Regions from separate parts of the Mus musculus genome. Here region 2 is linked to region 1. A link is a contact called in public Hi-C data. All regions are on one chromosome and are shown on one strand. The core of a region is the stretch at or near the end of the contact, and the rest is flanking DNA. Distances in the headings are between cores, read along the strand shown.

Region 1 (6,014 bases), core at 1,642-4,141:
TTATTTGCATCAGGGAATTTAGGAGGTTATAAGAAGATGACACAGAAGCACAACATGAAATAGAAATTAGCAGGAAAAAAAAGTAAGAGAAGTAGAAAAAGAAAAGAGGCCAAAGAGAAAACTAAATGAATTAGGAACATTAGTTTTGGGTATACTAAAAGGACACAAACCATAAAAGATAACAGAGATCAAGAAAGTGTGTGGGCTAAAGAGATGGTTTAACAGGTGAGGGCAATGGTTGCTCTTCTAGAGGACCTAGGTTAAATTCCCAGCACCCACATGGCAGCTAACAACCATCTTCAATTCCAGTGTCTGAAGTTCACTTCTGGCCTCCATGGAAAATGCACAATGTATTCTTCTGGACTCAGCAGAGAATGCATACACATGATACACAGACATACATGTGGGTAAAACACTCATGCAAATAAATTCCTTTAAAAGTGTGTAAGCAGTAGTAAAAGAAAAAAGGACAGATTTTCCTGGAACTTCAAATAAGAAATTATATTATATCACCTACACACACACACACACACACACACACACACACACACACACACACAGGGCCATGCATGCAACACATATACAGACTTTTCAAATAGACTTATTATTTCCTTCCTGCTGATAAGAAATTAATTTCCAAAGATGTGCAATGATATAATATAATGTTTATGCTTTTAAAGAAAGGTGCTATGTTAAAGGCAGCAAGCAGAACTGAGCTAGAAAAAAAAAGATGGACGATGAGTTGTTTCTGCAGTGAAGATTTCTAATTATACATATTTAAAAGTAACTGGGAGACAATATGTGTCTAAGAGGTATCAGGCTGTATTAAATGTGGATATTTGAGTGCTACCTAATTTTGGGAAAAGGAGAAGGCAAGTTTGTGATTGGAATTGGGAGCCTGACCTGAATTTTCAGGAACAGGGCATAGAAAAAATTGAGAAGATTGATAAATAGAGGTGGTGATAGATAACCAAACAGTCATTTCAAAGACCTGAATTCTAACTCGGATGGTTGATATGAAGTTGGGGTGTTGCACTTGTGGCTCATGAACTAAACAGTAGTTGGGACTTTAGAGTACATTTAAAAGAAAATCTGCTCTAAGGAGGCTGCTGTAAGAAGCAGCATTTCGTTTTGATTTTAGCGATTATGAATCTGCTTCATTTTGTTCTCCTTTGCTAGCTGGTTTAGAATACAGACCTTAGCAAACCAATACCCACATTTTACCCATCCACCGAATGAATGATACCTGTTCTTTTTACAGCTTTTCAAGTTTCTGTATATTGCCTCCTTAATTAGTATACTATGTTATAGCACAGTAGTACTCAAATTAAGTGTGTCAAAAATCACTGGAAGGACTCATTTAAACACAAATGGTGCATTTTCTGATTCAGAAATTCTCAGATAAAAATTTCTTTTACACCTAATTGGTCAGTTTAACGCTGACTTCTAGCTCCCTTATACAATTTACTTTCACTTTCTCAGCTGACACTTTGCACAAGAGGCAAGCACTACTACTGTTGAAATCAGTTTGATTGTTATAGATTGGGTATACAGGAATATGGAAATGTCCTGTCTGTACTTTGTCATTTCCCTTAATGGTACTCCTTCCCTCTTTCCCTGGTATTCTATCTCAGCCTCTTGCTATTCTCAGCAAGTTAGCTTGGTCAAACTTAATAGAGAAAGTATTATCAATAATCAGTTGCATTCAATGTGACACTTTCCAGGGAGAACAGAAAAGCTAGTACAGTACATGAACCCTAAAGGGCAAATTTCTAACACGGATAAATTTCAAGCAACCAGCATGATCTCTCTATATGAATGGCTGCTTATATACTATCTGCTTTCATATTAGCAAACTATAGATTCAAGGGTGCCACATACAAAAATATCTGGAAAAAATTCCACCTGCATAAATTTTTGTCATTATTCTAATAATAACAAAATAAATGATATTTAGATTATATTAAGAGTTGTGGATAAGCTAGAGATGATTTACTGTGTAAATGGGAAAATGTGCCCAAATTATTTAAGATAATAATTTTGTAACTCAACAGGCCCCTGGAACCTATCCCCAGGGAACATGAAAAGATAATTCTAACAGTTGAGTATGTGTTTATGAATTTATATATACACACAAGTACGGGAAATAAAACTTTTTCCTAGGGTTCATAAAGGGTGACATTGATCTGTCAAAGTTTAGACATGTAGTGTGTCTTTGGTATGTGTTGCAGATTTTTGCATACAAACTAGGACAAAATATATTGGTTTATGACTTCGGTGGCACTTTTCCTCTAAATACTACATTCCTTCTCTGACAGCCAAACATGTGAGGGAGACATTCGGTGAAGAGAACTTATGTATATAATGGTAGCATTGACTTCTACCTTCATACTCTCCATGGCTTCTTTCAACCGTTGTTTTCTCAGGTCCAAGGATCTAGGCTTAAATTATTTCACCTAAGTTATACGGTGATTTATAGCATGCGACGGAAAGGAATAAACTATGAATACTGTTTTGATTTTTGTTGCCGACTGTACGGGCAGCTAAGGCCATTTTTCTACAAGTTACAAAGCAGTGAATGGACTTCCTGGCGTCATCCTTTCCTTCTCATCGCCCCCTCGTCCCTCCAGTCCCTCGGGCCTGGAGATGAGCTATCTTCCTTCTCTCCCTGTAAACAAAGCCGTGAGAGGTAGGCCTGCACCGAGCCCGGTGGCGTGGAGGGACGGCCGCACCACACGTCCCGCACCCTTCAGTGGGAAGCTGTGCCACGCCTCCGCGCGCGCCCGCCGCTTCCTGCCCAGGCTGCTTTTCCTTCTCCTCTGTCCGGACGCGCTCCCGGAAGGCGCCTGCGCAGAAGCCCCCGCTCCGCCCCTCCCTTCTTCCCGGCCCCGCCCTTCTTTCTCTCCCGGGTTTCGCTCCGGAGAGCCGCAGGTAGCCCGCAGCGGAGTCGGGCTCTGCGGGCCCGCCCCCTTCCTCGGCCCCGCCCACTGCTCCCGACTCCAGCCGGCGGAGATGAGGCTACGGTGGCTCTGGCATAGGCAGCCCCACTGGTGGCTGCGGTGGGGGCGGCCGGAACCCGGGCGTTGAGGCGCGGCGGCGGCGGCGGCCGAGGCGGCGCTGCCTCAGCCGCTGCAGCGGGCTTCCCTTCCTCTTTAGCGTAGCCAGGAAGTTTGGCGCCCCTGTGCATGTGTGCGCGTGAGTGTGGGTGTGCGCGGCGAGGTTTGCCTAGCGTTTCTGCAGGCGCTGGGTTTTTTGCCCGCGTCGCTTCCCGTAAGCCAGCCAGCAGCCGCGGAGCTTGGGGCTGTGGCCCGGGGAGGGGGCGCGGCGGCGGGCGCTCTCCTTTTGTTGTTGTTTCCTCTGCCTGGAGAGCTGAAGGGGGACGCGCCTGGGTGGGGCGGCTCGCAGCCCGGGCCTGCTGGCCCCCGGGGCTCCCGGGCGGCAGGGTAGCTAGAGGAGAGCGGGCTTCAACATGATGGCGGCCGAGGCGGGCAGTGAGGAAGGCGGCCCTGCGACGGCGGGCCCCGGCGGCGGCGCGGCCACGGGCTCCAGCGCCTACTCGGCAGCGTGCCGGGTCAAGTTACCCGCGGCCCTGCCGGTGGCAGCCGCCCCGTGTCCCGGGCTGGCGGACGCCGACTTGGTTGCGGCCCTCGGTGGCGGAGCCGCGTCGGGGTCCGGGTTCCTGGGGACCGGGCCGGTGGCCGGTGTCTTGGGGGGCGCCGCGCTGACCGGCAGTGCTGCTGCTGGCGTGGCTGGTGCTGCGGCCGCCGGACCTGCGGGAGACGTCGCTTTCACCAAGGGGACTCTGTCTTTGCCTGCTGAGACGCTCGGGCCGGGCGGCGGATTCCCTCCTCTGCCGCCGCCTCCTCAGCTGCCCCCTTTGGGCTCCGGTTTGGGGACCGTGGATGAAGGTGACTCCCTGGATGGACCAGAATACGAAGAGGAAGAGGTGGCCATACCGCTGACCGCACCTCCCACTAACCAGTAAGTCAAACTGCTGTTGAGGGATTGTGGAAGCTGGCTCCGTGTAAGAAGTGGGAAAGAAGGGGCAACGACACATACCGTGCTCCTGCCGCTGTGATTTGTTTGACAAGTTTTGAAGTTTCAGGTTCCATATATAGGGATTTAATTTGATCAGTCATTTTCCCCTACAGGCACTCTTCCTGGCGTCTTCGTATGTTTATTGCTCTTTTGGGAAGACGTAAAAGTTTTTAAGATGGGAAGCATGGGAAACTGTATTCAGTGGGAACCGGATATGGTTCTGCCCCTTCCTAATTGAGATAGTGTCCGGGATTCAGCAGAACTTGGCACTATAAAGGCAACCGCTGTCTATTGTAACTCCAGTGCTCCCTGCTGAAGTCAGAGGCGTTGAGTACAAGTATTTAAATGACTATATTAATGTAAGTTGCAAATTCATAGGTCAGAATGTTTTGTTTTTACTGCAGCTGCAAACTCCTACTTAATGTCTGCTGGAAGCGTTGCGATTCATAAAAACACTAGATCTCTTTAGAGAAGTGGAGAGAAAAAAAAAAGTTCTGTGAATTACAGACGTGATTAAGAGCCCCCAGACTGAACACTAACTTGTTCCTTAGAATTATTAGATTTATTTATTTACATATAAATATATGCAATATGCAAATATGTTTTATATATTTATTATATCCATGACACTAAATATATTAAATATTTTTCCTTTTAGCATTTTGTTAGTGGAAATTAATTTGGTAGTTGATTGTGACATGATCAGGGCAAATGGCTCTCCCTCTAAAGTTAGAGTTCTCTCCTTAAAAGTGTTCTTTTCATAAGTGAAATGGGTATGTATTTATAACTGTAGGTTGATCTTGATGAAGGGAAAGTGTTGAGATGGAAAGTAGTAATAATAGGTCAGAAATGTTTTATAGATCTTTCATATCAATCATAATTGACCCTTAGAATTTCAATAGCATTGGTGAATATTAGGGAAAAAAGATTCGTTTCATATATTGACACTTTCTAAACACTTTAGAAGTTTTCTTTGGGAGGGTTAGCTTCTTTAAGAGGCTTAAGAAATGACTTTAAAATAACCAGGGAGGCATTTTGTAATGCGAGTACACTTTTGATTAGTATGGGTATTGTATTGTATCATAATGTAATTTGAAAATGCATTGGTCACAAGGCTTTGTTTTTGATGCATTTGTAAATTTCAACTTAGGTTTATTTTGATACAACCAGGTATGGTGAAAGGATGTCCTGTTTCTTTTAATGTTATTTGATACAAAGAATAACTTTTCATTCAATATTTTTCTCTAATTTGTATCTGTGTATTTCAGTCTGTCAGAAATGTTCTGAAAGGCTTAAAAAATTGCAGCACACTGTACATACTTTTGAAAACAATTATGTTTTTATTATAATAAAATACAGTATTTAATGCTGAAAGAATAAAGTATTGTGCCATTTTTGTAATTGAGTTAGGCATATTTAGAGTCTGTTTTTTAAAAAGCCATTTGAAGTTTTAATAATTTTATTTTATGGGTATGAGTGTTTGCCTGCATGTATGTATTTGTGCTGTGCCAGCGTCTAGTGACAGAGGCCAGAAGAGGGCATCGGGTTCCCTAGACCTGGAGTAACTGGTGGTTGTGAGCAGTTCTGTGGGTGATGGGAACCAAACACTGCTTTTCTATAGGAACAGCAAGCACTCTTAACTGCTGAGCCATCTTTCTAGTCCCAGGATATTGCTGTTAAATTATTTCTAATAAAGTCATTTTTTTGTTTTTTAAGACAGGCTCTCGTTCTAGTATGAGATGACCTACAGTTCTCTGAGCAGCCCAAGCTACCCATGAATTTGTGGTGAGCTGCTCAGCATCTCAAGTACTGGGATAGAATAGGCTTGAGACATCAGATTCACTTTCTAGTTTCTAACAGGCTTTTAAAGAGGAATTTAACATTGAGAGTAAAATTGAATAAGATTTTTAGACTAAGTTTTAAAGAAAAAGCATGATTATTTGGGAAAAATTTTGTTTGTGAGAAGTCTATTAGTA
Region 2 (6,014 bases), core at 2,135-4,634, 260 kb before region 1:
GGTGCTAGTGGTGACAACTCATCTGTGTTCATGTGAAAATAGTTTGACCCCTTGCAATGAAGCACCACAGCTTTGTCCCATCAGTACACACTCAGACACTGTTTTGTGTGTGTGCAGAATGGACATTGGCGGCAAAACCTAGTCTTCAGCAAAAGTTTATTCCCCATTTTGTTCTGGATTGTTCCATCTGTAAGCAGATGGACAAACAGTAAACAAAATTCAACAATACTGAAAGTGTTTTCTAGGGTCTATGACAGGTACTGCTGTTCTTTATACATAAATATTTATAATGAAAAGAACATTCCGTTTCTTCCTTTAAGAACATAGAGCATATTTACCCTGGTAAATATCTGAATATCATCTGAAGACACAGAAGAACACAGCAACTTAAAGGCTACTAACCTTGTAGCAGCCGCCTATGTTTAGCAATTCTTGAGTCAACAGCGCCACCATGTGGTGTTTGAGTCTAAAATAAATTTCATTTTTCACACAAGTGAAATACTGCTTTAAAAACAAAACAAAACAAAACAAAACAAAACAAAAAACAAAAAACGAGGGTCCCCAATGGAGGAGCTAAAGAAAGAACCCAAGGAGCTGAAGGGGTTTGCAGCCCTATAGGAGGAACAACAGTATGAACTAACCAGTACCCCCAGAGCTCCCAGAGACTAAACCACCAACCAAAGAGTACATATGGTGGGACTCATGGCTCCAGCTGCATATGTAGCAGAGGATGGCCTTGTTGGTCATCAATGGGAGGAGAGGCCCTTGGTCCTGTGAAGGCGCTATGCACCAGTGTAGGGGAATGCCAGGGCCGAGAAGCGGGAGGGGAGTGGGTGAGTTGGTGAACATGGAGAGGTTTTTCAGAGGGGAAACCAGGAAAGGGGTAACATTTGAAATGTAAATAAAGAAAAAATAGAAAATGAAACGATCATATTACAAAAAAAAATTGTGCAATATTTTTGGTAGAAATACTAAAACATAAGTATATTATTTAGTGAAATGCATGTTCATTAAATTGTTTTATATCCATTCCTTTTAATACATAACTATCTTTATGCAAATATATTGTTTTGATTGCTGTTTTGACTATGAGACTCATCAGATAACAGAAAATTTAAGGTCTGTTCAACTTTCAAAATGTTCTTGCATTCCTATATAAATATTTTATGGTCTGTTGGTTTCTACCATAAAGCTGAATGACATTTTAATTGTGTTGTTTCTAATACACGGTCTGGTTTAAGCTTATTCTTGAGCTTTAGAAGTCTTGATTACATTTTATATTTCTTTACTTATTTAAAATCTTTATTTCATCATCATCTTATAAAATCCATTGCACATGTTTTATAACATTCATTATTTCAAGATTTTTGCACTGTAAGTACTCATTATTATTACATAGAGAAGTAACGAGTCTTATATATATAACTGATATACTGAAACCCTGCTAAACTAACCTAATGATTTGAAATATCCTTTAAATTCCTTGGGATCATCAGCATATGGTACGGGGTTTCTATGAGCAATACAGTACAGCTTCACTTTCTCCTTCCCTATTCGCATCCCCCATAAACTGCTAAGGCTGTGTGTTATTGCTGTATAAGAATTCTGACTTTAGTTACTAAATATTATGTGCACAAGACATAGCAATTTTTGTCGCAGTTTTCCTTCATTCCTAATTTTATGACAGAAGTTTTTTAGATTTAGTTTTAATTATCTGTTGGTTAAATGCAACTAATTATATTCATGTGTCTGTGTCTCCATGTCACTTTTAATCATCTCTGCCTTCACCATAATTGTCCATATCATCTAAAATCTCAAATTTATTATCATAATATTGTTAATAGTCCTTTCATCCTTTTAAAGTCTATAAAATCTACAATTGTTTCTGTTCTATTTCTGACACTGGCAAATTATTTTCTTTCCAGTTTTGTTATAAAAGACATCATCTTCATTCATTTTTTAAAAATTAAACAGCTTTTAAGCTCATCAATTTAATGTTTTTCTACTCCTTACATTTCTACTTTTATTTTTATTCTTCTTTTGGGCTGAGTTTTATCTTCTTAGGTTTCAATATGCAAGTTTAAGTCAACGTTTATTTTATTAACTCAGTTGCATAAAACTTTCCCTCACTTTACTGTTTAGCTATGTCTCATCCATTTATTATTTAAATACAACTATTATTTACTAAGTGAACAAAATACTAATAATGTATTATCCTCTTGACTACTACCAATAACTGTTATGTTCAATTTTGCAATAAAAATTTTGGTTTTAAGTTGTAAATGTCCATCAAATCATAAAGCATGCATATATGTTAATTGATATATGTTAATTAATGTTTGTACAGACTAGAGCACCCAATCCCAGGAAAAATCCAGTAGAGAAAACCTCTCCCATTAATATCAAAGTGGTGTAACAATAATGATTCTACCATTTCTTCAAAATGTTGGCTTCGTTTGCTTTGAGTACAGACCTACCGCAGGATTACAAAACCATATGGCGATTAGATTTCTTTTTTTTTTTTCTTTTGAACAGCCATACTATTTTCCATAATGATTGAATTATTTTACAGTTCTACCAGTGTATGCAGATTCATTTTCACTATTTCTTTGAATGTTTGAGACTTTTAGACTTTTCTGTGTTTACCTGTCTTGCTAGAGAAAGTAGTATTTCATTATATACCTGCTGAGATCATCGCAGAGGTTTTGTCTGCTCTATAAGTGAATAGCTTGATTTGACCTCCTTGCATCCCTGAGATAAATCCCCCTTGAGCCTAGGGAATAATCTTTATATTCTGTTGGAATCAGGTTGCTTGTATTTTCGGGGGGATTTTTGCATCTATGTTCACCAAGGTGACAGGCCTATGGTAGAATTTGTTGATGTTGATGTGTCTGGTATTGATGGTACCATATTTACTATTGACCTCATAGAATGTGATTGGAGAAATTCTCCTCCTAACTTTTGGAATAATAAAGAGTTGCTATGAATTAATCTTTAAATATTTTATTTGTGCCAACAAAAATGCTGATTATGAGATGATCTTCAGTGGAAGACTTTTATTACTGATTCACTCTTATTACTCAGTGTTGAGTTGCTGACATTTTTTGTTTCCTCATTTCAGTCTTGGTAATGTATTCATTAATTTCTCCATTTTTCTAGGTTGTCAAATTTCTTTGGATGTAGGTTGACCACAGCACTCTCTAATCGTTCCTTGTATTTCTGTAGTACCACATCTAACATCTCTCTGTTGACTCTAGATATGTTTTCTGTGTCCTCTGCCTTTCTAAAGAACCAGTTCTTTCAATAGTCATTTGTGTTGTTCTTGTTTTCAATTTTTACTGCTTTTAGTCTCAATTGCATTTGTTACTTCCCTAATCTTTATAAAGTCTGCCATTCTGCTGACTGGTGTTTTGTTTGTTCTTTCTTGCCTAGTTTCCTGAGACACAGTAATAGTGTATATAGTTTTCCGACTCTTTAAGGAAGTCACTGTAGTAACCTCCACCCGCATTTTACTGCATTTTGCAATTATCCCATTGTAACTTCACTGCCATTTGACTTAAGAAAACTTTTTAATTCACTTTTGATTTATTCCCTGTTTAACTGGTCGTTATAGAGTAAGTTATTCTATTCCATACATTTTAACTGTTTCCAAAAGTTTTTCATGTTTTTGATTTCTAACTTTATTGTATTTGTGATTAATAAAATTATGATTTCAATTCTTCAAGTTTTTGAGACGTGTTCTGTAACCTGTTCTAAATATGCTTTTTGTGCTGAGAAGAACATGTATTTTGCAATTACTGGATGAAATTTCTGTGAATAAATGCTAGCTTTTGTTGTTGTTGTTGTTGTTGTTGTTGTTGTTGTTGTTGTTGCTGCTGCTGCTGTTGTTGATAAAGGGTACAAAATAACTTTGGTGTTTCCTTGTTGATTTTATTAAACTAATAAAAACTTGACTCTTGTATTCAGCCCCTTGCCAGACTTGGACATTATGGTCAAACCTAAACATAACACTAGACCAAGAAACTGTTACATTTATATTTTTTTCATGGTCTTTACACTGAAGACATAAATGCTTTATGCTCTGTACTTTAATATTATGTCATTCTGAATTTGTTTTTGTTGGTACATGCTGTATCAGAACTTATAGAGAGGTCCTGAAGGTTCTTTGTTTTTGTTTTTGTTTTTTTTTCTATTGACTTCTACAAATAAAGTGGAATTTGGCACCTTCCACTATTTCTTCTTACTCATTCACATCTTTCTGCAATTTTCAGGTCTTCTTTTAGCATTTTTTTTCTAGTACACATCTGGTATATATTCACTTAGCTTCTTCTTTTTATCTGTGAAGGTTTTATCTCTTCATTTTTTTTAATTGGCTTAGTGCTGTTCTTTACTGGACTTTTTCTTTTTTTAATTTTTTATTAGGTATTTTCCTCATTTACATTTCCAATGCTATCCCAAAAGTCCCCCACTCACCCACCCCACTCCCCTACCCCCCCCACCCCTTTTTGGCCCTGGCGTTCCCCTGTACTGGGGCATATAAAGTTTGCAAGTCCAATGGGCCTCTCTTTCCAGTGATGGCCAACTAGGCCATCTTCTGATACATATGCAACTAGAGACAAGAGCTCCGGGGTACTGGTTAGTTCATAATGTTGTTCCACCTATAGGGTTGCAGAACCCTTTAGCTCCTTGGGTGCTTTCTCTAGCTCCTCCATTGGGGGCCCTGTGATCCATCCAATAGCTGACTGTGAGCATCCACTTCTGGACTTTTTCTTTTCTTCTTTTTTATCCAGTGTTGTGAAAATGTTATACACTCCCTCCTAGCATACAAGGTTATGACTGAAAAGCCTGAAGCCAGGTTACCTGGAAAACGACTGTATGTTTTGGGTTTTTTTTTCCTGGTTTTCTTGCAGCCTTAAAAACTGTCTTTTCCTTTCATCACTGTGAGTTTGATTATATTTGCCATAGGCCTAGTTCGATTCCAACTGTCTAACATCCCTATACTGTGTATTTGCTTCCTTCTGTAGGTTTGAAATTTTCTGCATATAAATTAATTGACTAGTTTCTCTCTCATCCACCTTTTTATGTACCTCCCAAATATTACTAACCAAATGGTAAATCTTTTGCTATTAATCACAGATTCTACTTATTCCTAATCATTCTTTTACTACTTTGAGTACACATTGTCACCTGCCTTGTCTATGGGCTCATTAATTCTCTCTCCTGTCTTATCTCTTCTGCTACTGCTGTCTTCTAACACACTTTAAATCGTTGCTTAGTGTAGGTTTTATCCCAAGGATTTCTACCTGATTTTCATTGCTTCTATTTCACAAAGGTTTTGGTTGTTCCTGCTGTTTTCTCTTCAGCATTGTGTTTGACCTTGAGACTGAGGAGGACAAGGTGAAAAGTGACTTTCCTTTGTAAGCACTTCTGATTATACAAAAGTTGGATGGCATGTCCATGAACACCATATGGAATACTCTACTTAAACCATCTTTTCCAGCCTCCTTTAGTCTGGTTTTGTGCTTGTCTTTAAAGAAATTGTAAACAGACTTCTTTTCTTTGCACTAGTAGACACATGCACTATTTCACCATGGGGCAGCATCCAGGCCCATAAGTGTGGGGAGTTGCTATTGGGTCACTGTCACTATTTCAGCACTAGTTGACAATACAAGCCCACCACAAACCCAAGTTTATCACAAATTGACAGGCATGTTAATGGAGAACCGGGAGGCTTGCTGAAGAACTAATTCATTCCAGGAGTCTTTCATAAGACTAAGATTCAAATGCCTCTTTCACAGCCACCAATGTGTGATGAAGCACTGTGGCGATCTGCAAATGGCAAATTCAATATAGATGAACCAGTTCTAGAATTCTAGTCATATCTGCAGCCATCAACCTACTTGAACCTAAAACCTACCAAGACAGACTCAGCAATGGGAAAAGATAAAATCCATGCTGTTATGGACTACTAATGAAGTAGCTACTTGGCTCCAGACCATATCAATAAGCCATAG

The links. Hi-C and Micro-C count contacts between places; a contact is called where the count stands out from the background.
Region 2: a Hi-C map of bone marrow-derived macrophages shows a contact between it and region 1, with 4 times the contacts expected there. The contact joins the enhancer-like site here to the promoter of Rasa1 in region 1. A contact is called at or near these places in 1 of 15 datasets of contacts at CTCF or cohesin (pro-B cells), 4 of 484 Hi-C or Micro-C datasets (the C10 cell line, the C2C12 cell line, the G1E-ER4 cell line and 1 more) and 2 of 9 other capture datasets (adipose tissue and macrophages).

Annotation. Positions count from the first base shown.
Region 1 is chr13:85,286,363-85,292,376 of GRCm38.p6, reverse strand. It overlaps Rasa1 (RAS p21 protein activator 1), which reads left to right and starts at 2,891. Exons shown (of 25, transcript NM_145452.3): 1 at 2,891-3,981. The coding sequence starts at 3,470.
Region 2 is chr13:85,550,706-85,556,719 of GRCm38.p6, reverse strand. No RefSeq gene overlaps it. Among named protein-coding and RNA genes, the nearest start is that of Rasa1, 260 kb to the right of the region's middle. Within about 2 kb of position 3,384, at least 7 of the 459 cell types and tissues checked have an H3K27ac peak or open chromatin away from gene starts, as enhancers often do. A contact at or near this core is called in adipose tissue and bone marrow-derived macrophages, where this site is marked.